Regions from separate parts of the Mus musculus genome. Here region 1 is linked to region 2. Evidence: chromatin contacts called from public Hi-C data. All regions are on one chromosome and are shown on one strand. Each heading gives the region's core, a stretch centred on a gene start, on an enhancer-like site or on the middle of the called end of the contact. The rest is flanking DNA. Distances are from core to core; before and after follow the strand shown.

The links. A called contact is a pair of places that touch in the nucleus more often than the background predicts.
Region 1: a contact with region 2 is called in a Hi-C map of uterus, with 4 times the contacts expected there. The contact joins two enhancer-like sites. A contact is called at or near these places in 2 of 484 Hi-C or Micro-C datasets (stem cell-derived neural stem cells and uterus).

What each region holds. Positions count from the first base shown.
Region 1 is chr15:63,339,096-63,342,935 of GRCm38.p6, forward strand. No RefSeq gene overlaps it. Among named protein-coding and RNA genes, the nearest start is that of Gm41335, 16 kb to the right of the region's middle. Within about 2 kb of position 1,471, at least 70 of the 459 cell types and tissues checked have an H3K27ac peak or open chromatin away from gene starts, as enhancers often do. A contact at or near this core is called in uterus, where this site is marked.
Region 2 is chr15:62,211,312-62,215,224 of GRCm38.p6, forward strand. All of the region lies in intron 2 of Pvt1 (Pvt1 oncogene), which reads left to right. Among named protein-coding and RNA genes, the nearest start is that of Pvt1, 180 kb to the left of the region's middle. Within about 2 kb of position 1,425, at least 24 of the 459 cell types and tissues checked have an H3K27ac peak or open chromatin away from gene starts, as enhancers often do. A contact at or near this core is called in uterus, where this site is marked.

The DNA.
Region 1 (3,840 bases), core at 221-2,720, 1.1 Mb after region 2:
ATAACTAGAACTTTCTTTTCTAAATTAATATATAAATAAGCATATGTATACCTCTAAAAGCTATTTGCATACTTTTATAATCTGGTGTCATATGGTAAATAAATGAATAAAAGCATGAAATAAAATAAGTAGCATAAACTATTATTGGTGTACTCTGAACAGTAAGTCTCATATTAACATCAAGTTCAAAAGAGAACTTACATCATCTTTAGGAAAGATTTTAGAGGGCACGTAGGTCTTCACTGGAGTCATTTGTAAATTTGTCAGAGAAATTTCATTCACATCACATCAAAATTTCTTAAAACTATTTAAAGAAATCTTATTTAGGTAGTTATTTATTTAACTTATTTATTTAGTTTATGTGTATGAGTGATTTGCCTGTATGTAATTTTTTTCTGTGTGTGTGATGTGTGTGTGTGATATATGTGTGTGTGATGTATGTGTGTGTGTGTGTGCATGTGTAGTACATTATGACATTATGTCTGGTGCTCATTGAAGTCAGGAGTCATATCCACAAAATTCTAATTACAAACATTTGTGAGTTACTACGTAGGTGCTGGGAATTGAACCTGAGTCCTCTGTAAGAGTAGCCAGTGCTCTAAACTGCTGACCTATCCATTTCTCCAGCACCTTACAGCATTTTCCCCATATTTCATCTGACTTTATCACCTAGTTGCATCCAAGAGTTTCTTTGTAAATTCTTAAACTCTGAGAAACTCTGAATGTGTGCAATTTTTCTCCTTCTAGCTTCCCTAATCTGTCAGATATGGGACTTTCTCATAAGGCCCTCACTCCTTATAATGACAATAAAATAACCATTCCCTGCATCTTAGCTCCATCTGTTTACCCTTGCCTCCATCACCATGAGAAAATTGCTGGGATCTTGATTAGTTAGTATTTCTGTCATGTAAGGATACACATAAGCTCATAGAATGGGTGTCTCCATGTGCACTTGAGTCACAGAAAGCATTCAAACAAGAACAGTGCTATCAAGCCTTGAACTAGGCAATAAAATTGGATGTTCATATTATGTACACATCCCTATTGTGCATACTCTCTGATCCTGAATGCTAGGAATTTGGAATCTACATGTTCTGTCACATTCTCTCCTACCTTGGAAATGTAGTTCCTGAAGAAAAGAGCCACACTGAAGCCTAAGGAACCAATAATCAGTTGCTCTTTCTAATTGAGCACTTCTCTTTGCTTAGATTTTGGAAGAAGCATGAAAATGATTTACTGATTTAGGAACTGGGTGGAGTGGACCACAGAAAGACAAATCAAAAACATCTGGAATGAACTATTTGAGAGAGAAACGGGGAGGGAAAAAAAAAGTAGAGCTTTCAAATGAAACGAAGTACAGATGATTTGGCCAAATTCAAGCCAAGCCAAACACTCACATTAAACATTGCACTTGGGTCTGGTTCAATAGCAGGAGCCGGCAAGGGGGAGCCTCAGCCAACACTGCATCAGAGGCACATTGTGGAGGGAGGAAATGAGTTTAGTCAAGCCAGCTGTGACTTCAAAGCCGTGGCTCTCCCAGAGAACAGTGGGAAAGGGTTCCCCCTTCAGTGAAGACTGCAAAGTTCATCCAAAGACAGTCCGAAGGGAACTAACTCTGGGAAGAAGCAAATTGCATTCCACACTCTAAATAATACTTTCCTTGCATGAAGTGGTGGTGACCATCTATTTAAAGAGACAGAAAAAGAATGAGGAAGAGGTGATAAGGAGACGTCTCTGATGCACATTCCAGGACACACAAAACTGGTGTGTCTGTGTTTGCTTTTCAGCAAAGATAGGCATGTCTTTGCATGAGTCATGCTTCCAGCTATGTGAAAGGTGACAACACAGGATTTCTCTTCTGAAAGATTCCCATGATTTCTTTCCCCTCTTTGAACTTCTAGAAAACTAATATTTCTTTCAATGCATTTCCTCAGTAAAATTTTATCAAGAAACCCATGGTGGGTTAGGTGGGGGTAAAACAAAGATAAGCAAGGAGAAGCTAGACATATAAACAAAGGCTTATGGTATTGAACCAGAAGCCCCTGTTAGAGCAATGGTTCCCAGAGAGTAGTCTCCTAAAAGGTGAAAGCAGAGGCAAGAACAGCACTGGGGTAGGAAAGTTTGCAAGCTCTAGCCTCAATGCACTGAATGAGAAGGTGCAGTTGGTTTATTGAGCTCTCCCATTGATTCAGATAAGTCTTAAACCTGGGAAACCACTTTTATAAAATAGAAACAGAGGCTTCTGGAGCAGAGAGCCAGTACTACTGAGCCAAAATGGAGATCTTCTACCATGTACAAATCATGGGCTCATCTCCAGGTTAGAATTCTATAGGTGGCCCTCTGTCAATACACAACCATGAGCCTTTGCTTCTAAGTAAACTGCTAAGATTCAAAGGTAAGGAATTATTTATTCTACACCCTCCCCAGCCTTCTCCTTCCAGCTCAATGACTCTCAACCTGTAGGTCATGACCCCCAAAGACCAATATCTATACTGCTAGTCATAACAGTAGCAAAATTACGTTTGAGGGTCACCACGACATGAGGAACTTTATTTAAAGGGTCACTGCATTCGGAAGGTTGAGAACTCACTGTTCTAGCTAGCTTCAGGTCCAGTTCTTGGATGATACAGCTTTTAGAACTTACTTTGAGACACTAATTCTGAAAGTTTACACTCCTCAGGAAATCTTGGCAAGCATGTATTTGCAAAACTTTCCAACTCTTGAATATTCGAGAAGAATAGTGGTTATCTCCTTGAAGCACTCACTGGATGATTGGATCTCTACTGGATGATTGGATTGGCATCCTTATCAAGGGTTTTCTCTTAGTATGCTTGGGCACCTCCGCTGATGAAGATTGCACTATCTCAGGCTGCAGTTTGCTTCCTTTGAGACAGCTCCTTTTAGAAAGCACTTCCTTCTTCTGGGCTGAGCACTGCCATCATTTCCATTCCATTTGTTAGTTATAATTCTATCCCTTGGGAACTCATAGCAAAGATACTTACATATTAATGTGACATTCTTCAAGTATTTGAAGTTAATAATTATGTAGCATATGACATCAGTTAAACTCACAGACTCTGGAAGCAGACGCCCTACATTCAAATTCTTGTTCTGCCACTTAGAAGTCTGTGACCTCAAGAGAGTTATTTACTTGCTCTTTACTCCTTGGTCTATATTAAAAGATATAATAATACCATTACATCAAAGGGCTTTTATAAGGATTTCAGGAATTAATGTATGCATATAAGCCTGGAATACTGTAAGTGCTCTAAATGTTTTAGCTATTATTAATCATCATCATTACCATAAAGATCTTGTCAATTCTCTGACCTCAGCCACATTTCTAATTCTATATTTATTCACTCTGGGACTTGAATAATTACATATGTTTCAGTGAGATCTCCTAATTTTCATTCTACCCCATCCATAAATGTGAGTGGTCAGTTGGGACCACATGAATTGTCCTGTACACTGTAATTTTAAAAAGGAGTAATGTATATTCCCTCTAGCCTTGGCATTAAAATCTTCTACTCTACTTCAGTTTATCAATTACCTGCAGAAAGAGAAAGGGAAAAGAGATGCCAAGAAGTTACCAAGAAGTAGTAGGCACAAAGGTTGGAAGACTCAGAACTCTAGAGTCAATACGTAAAGGGAAACTCCCTTTAAAAATCAACAAGTTTGTGCATTCCTGATGGCTAGTATGAGCAAGAAATTGCATTTGCTCTGTGAAACCACTGAAATTTTACAGTCTAGGATGATTAATATGATGGCTTCCAAATTTATGTCTCTTGCTCATCTTGTGTTTCTGTACTCTAGAGCCCTGTTTTATTCAGCCTTTCT
Region 2 (3,913 bases), core at 175-2,674:
CTCATTTAATAGTCTTATTCCATGTGATGTGGATCTCATACGTGTTTATAAAAAATAAGAAATGAGCTCCTGTGTTAGAGCCTGGTTTGCCATTTGACCTTAGGTGATTTTTTTTTTCTTATCTATAAATGTTTCTTCTATGTGGAAAATGTGACAGCCAATAGACTTTCCTTATCCATCTAACTGATAAAGCAGATGCTGTGATATACATCTTCAAGATTTTCAGGGTGATTAGAGGAATAGCTGACACCCAGAATTTCTCCATGAAGGTCTCTGGGGTTCCCAGAGGCAGATTCAGCAAGCATCTGAGTTCTAGGAAGTTCCCCATTCCCTTTTTTGACACTTAATGCAAATGGGTATCTGTTCTACTAGGAGCTATGAACATAGAATGCGGTAGTTACCTTTCTATTACTGTGATAAAATACCATGACCAAAGCAACGCAGAGGAAATAGCATATATTGGGGCCTACGGTTCTAGAGGGTGAGAGTCCATCTGCGGTGGCACAGCAAAGGCAGGGACAGGATATGAAGGATCACATTTCGATCTGCAAACACAATGAGAAGGGGTACGGGGAGCTAGAAATGACTCAGGTCCCTTTACTCTCAAAGCTTACTAATGACACACTTCCTTCAAAAGTCCAAACCTCATAAATGTCCCCCAAACTGCACCAGGAGACCAAGCATTCAAATGCCTCAGGTCATGGGGACTATTTCTCATTCAAACCACCATAGATGTTCTGAGCCCTTTCCGGCCCAATTTCTTGCAGAATTCCTCATGTAATACAACATAGCCTTTCACTAGCATATGCTTCAGTGATGGTTATCTTAGAACCCCTTGGCCCCAACCTGCCTGGGACTAAGTATGGCACTTGTGAACTTGGGCCTGTGGAAGGATGCTGCACTCTCCCTTCGGGCCCTCTTGAACTCATTTGTCCCAGTCAGAAGGTTAAGTTTCCTTAAGCCATCACATTGCCAGTGATCTGCCAGCCACTGCTGGTCTAGGAGCTGCTTGAATGTCAGCTCCTGCCTGGCACACCTGGAATAGGCACACTTCAGCTGTTGCAAGGCAGAGCCTGTGGCTGGGATAGCACCTGGAGCCGTTGTGAAGCCTAATACCTCCCCCCTTGACTCTTCCTGGATCCAGTGGCAGGTGGCTGGTGGTTGGTGGCTGGCAGCTGGCAGCTGGTGCCTGGTGGCTGGCAGCGTATACGGGGTTGGCATACCTGCCAGCTGGGTCTTTGATCATGATGGCGCTGTCCACCCAGCCCAGCACATTAGAGAACACAAAAGCTTCAAAAAGCCGCACAAAGAACCACCAAGGAATTGCAGGAAGTATGTCTGTTGTTTCCTGGCTACAAGTCTGGAGTGTGGGAGGATCCTTGGCATGGGTGACTGGTAGCATGGCAGTTGTGGACACAGCACTGACCTTGAAATTCAGCAGAGCCTTTGGCCTTTTGGAAGCCTCTGCTGCTCACACTGTACACTGACTTAAGGGCAAGTTACTCAGAGTAAATTGGTGCAGTTCAAATACCTATCAAGTGTGTTTCTTTAAGAACAACAGCAATAACTAGAAGCAGCAGGTAATATTTATTGAGCATTTGTTGTGACTTGGAGTCCCAGAGTCCCAATACCTGGGCTTAACTTAAACCTTTCCAAACACCAGGTTCACCTGTATTCTGTAAAGACAAGACAGCGGTCATTTCCTTGTCATGGTGGCTATGAACTGTGAATGAAAAGGTCTCCAAACACTGCCATGTCTCCCTGACAAGAGAAGATCCTGTGGTTTAACCCACTGATATCCAACACATCCAACAGTAGCATGCTCTCTACTGTATCCCGTTCCTTCCTCTGCAGAACACTTTATGTTATATACATGGATCTGTCAATGTAAGGTTCTGACATGAGTTGCTAGGATGATCAAGTCCTGGTCAGTACCAAGTTAAAAAAAAAAACTATATAAAAGCTATATTAGGGGACAGCTGTGGCTTTTGTAGAAAAGAAGGTTCTGGTGCTATGACCTGCAGATGCCCATGTGGAAGTCTTCAGATGAAGACTTTCTCATGGAGTAAACATACTCTGTTGTTTGACCATGTGGACTTGGTTCAAAATGCCCATGGATGCTCCTTTGGGTACCAGGCTTCAGTGGGAGTCCCAAGCCCATGTCTTTATTTGAGCATGAGCAGTACTGATGCTTACCTAGTCTTATTCTTTCCTTGCCCCCTGCCTGGACCGTCTCTGGTTACAAGGATGCTGCAGTGGGAAGCGGTATGACCGTTACCTTTATGGGACTGAGACCAACTAAGGGGAGGCTGAGGAGGCTGCAGTGAAGTTATTGTTGGGACTGTGGGCTAAGATGGAAGATAACATGTTAACAAACTCAAGTGCGGAGGTCTCAGAAGTAAAATTGCCTGGTTAGTAATTATATCACCCTTCTGTTGACCATGCATATCTCACTTGGATCCGTTTTGAAAAGGAAAGATAAATTTCCTTTTCTCCTCAGTGTCTTCAGCCAAGGGATGAGAACAGCGCATGCTGCTGCTGCTGATTCTGTGTGCTCAGGGCCCTTCTGTGGAGGAGCAGGAGAATAGGTGAGTGTAGAGAGGAGCTGAGCCTTGCTTGCTGGGAGTTTGGCTGGGCTACCCCAAGCCCCTCTTCATGGTCATGGCAATCTTTCTTCCCCTTGGCCTCTTGTCAAATGCATTTCTTCCTCTCTGACTTGGTTGTGTGCAATTCTTCTGAGCATCGGTGTATGAAATCGTGGCTGCACAGTTCATAGCAGTTCTAGGTCACCTGCTTAGGTTTTCACCTCCTTTCTTCCCCTGACCCGATCATCTTTCTCTCTGATCTTTCCTTAGCTGGCCTCTCAACTCTTTTCCCCCTTCTCAATGCAGTTCAGAGAATAATCTGCATTACCGCCTGCTTTAGACATGTGCCAAATTCAAACATATCACCCTGTCTCCCTAATCCATTGTGGTACTCTATCCCCTCTATTGTCCCCATGTTAGTGTCCGCCACCCACCTTTGGACCAGAATTCTAAGATATCTTGTGAGCACTCCATATCTTCCAGATTAGGTAGGTTTCCGGAAATGGCCTGTCTGGGTGAGTTAAGATAGACACTTGGGGAGGAGACACATAGTCTAAAAGAACAAAAAGGTAGCAACTCAAGGAGGAGACAGGGCAGGGTAAGAAGTTTCCTTCTGCTCTCATTGAGACAATGTTAACCAGGCTATTGTCTTGCAGGTGGACTGGAAGCAGCTGGCTCACTTTGCAGGATGTTGGAACCCCCAGACTGCTGTAGATATGGAAAGAAGACACTGAGTGGTGGGGAAGGCATGGGGAGATGCTCTGAGGTTCGGAATGAGTCCCCAGTATGCAGCCGACTGGTGGTTGGGATGCCAAGTGTTGGGGAGAAAAGGGTTAATCTCGAGCAGCTAGAAACCCGAGTTGCTACTTAGAATCGGAGAGGAGAGTTTGGCTGTTTATTTTGTTCATCTTTCAAGTAAGGGGTGGAATTCTTATGTCTGAAACTCTAGTGAGAGGGTCCAATGGAAATGAATATTTGTGCAGAGGAAGAATCACTGTGTTTGCATCTGCTCTAAAGTGATCACCTATCACCTTAGCTGGGGCAGGGGACCCAGACATTGATGAAATACCGATTTAGGTGTCTTGGGAGAAAGGAGACTATTTGTACGCTGTATATTTTTTTGTTTGTTTGTTTTTCATTTTTGGTTTTGAGATTCTCCCACACGAGTTCAATGCATTTTGATTTCACCCTCCTCCCTTACTCCCTACATATCCCACTTTCAAATTCATATCCTCATTTTCTGTTATTTTTGTTATAACTATGATTAGTGGTGCACATATACTCTGCTGTAGGGCCCCCACCGGGGTGTGATCAACCTATCAGAGGGC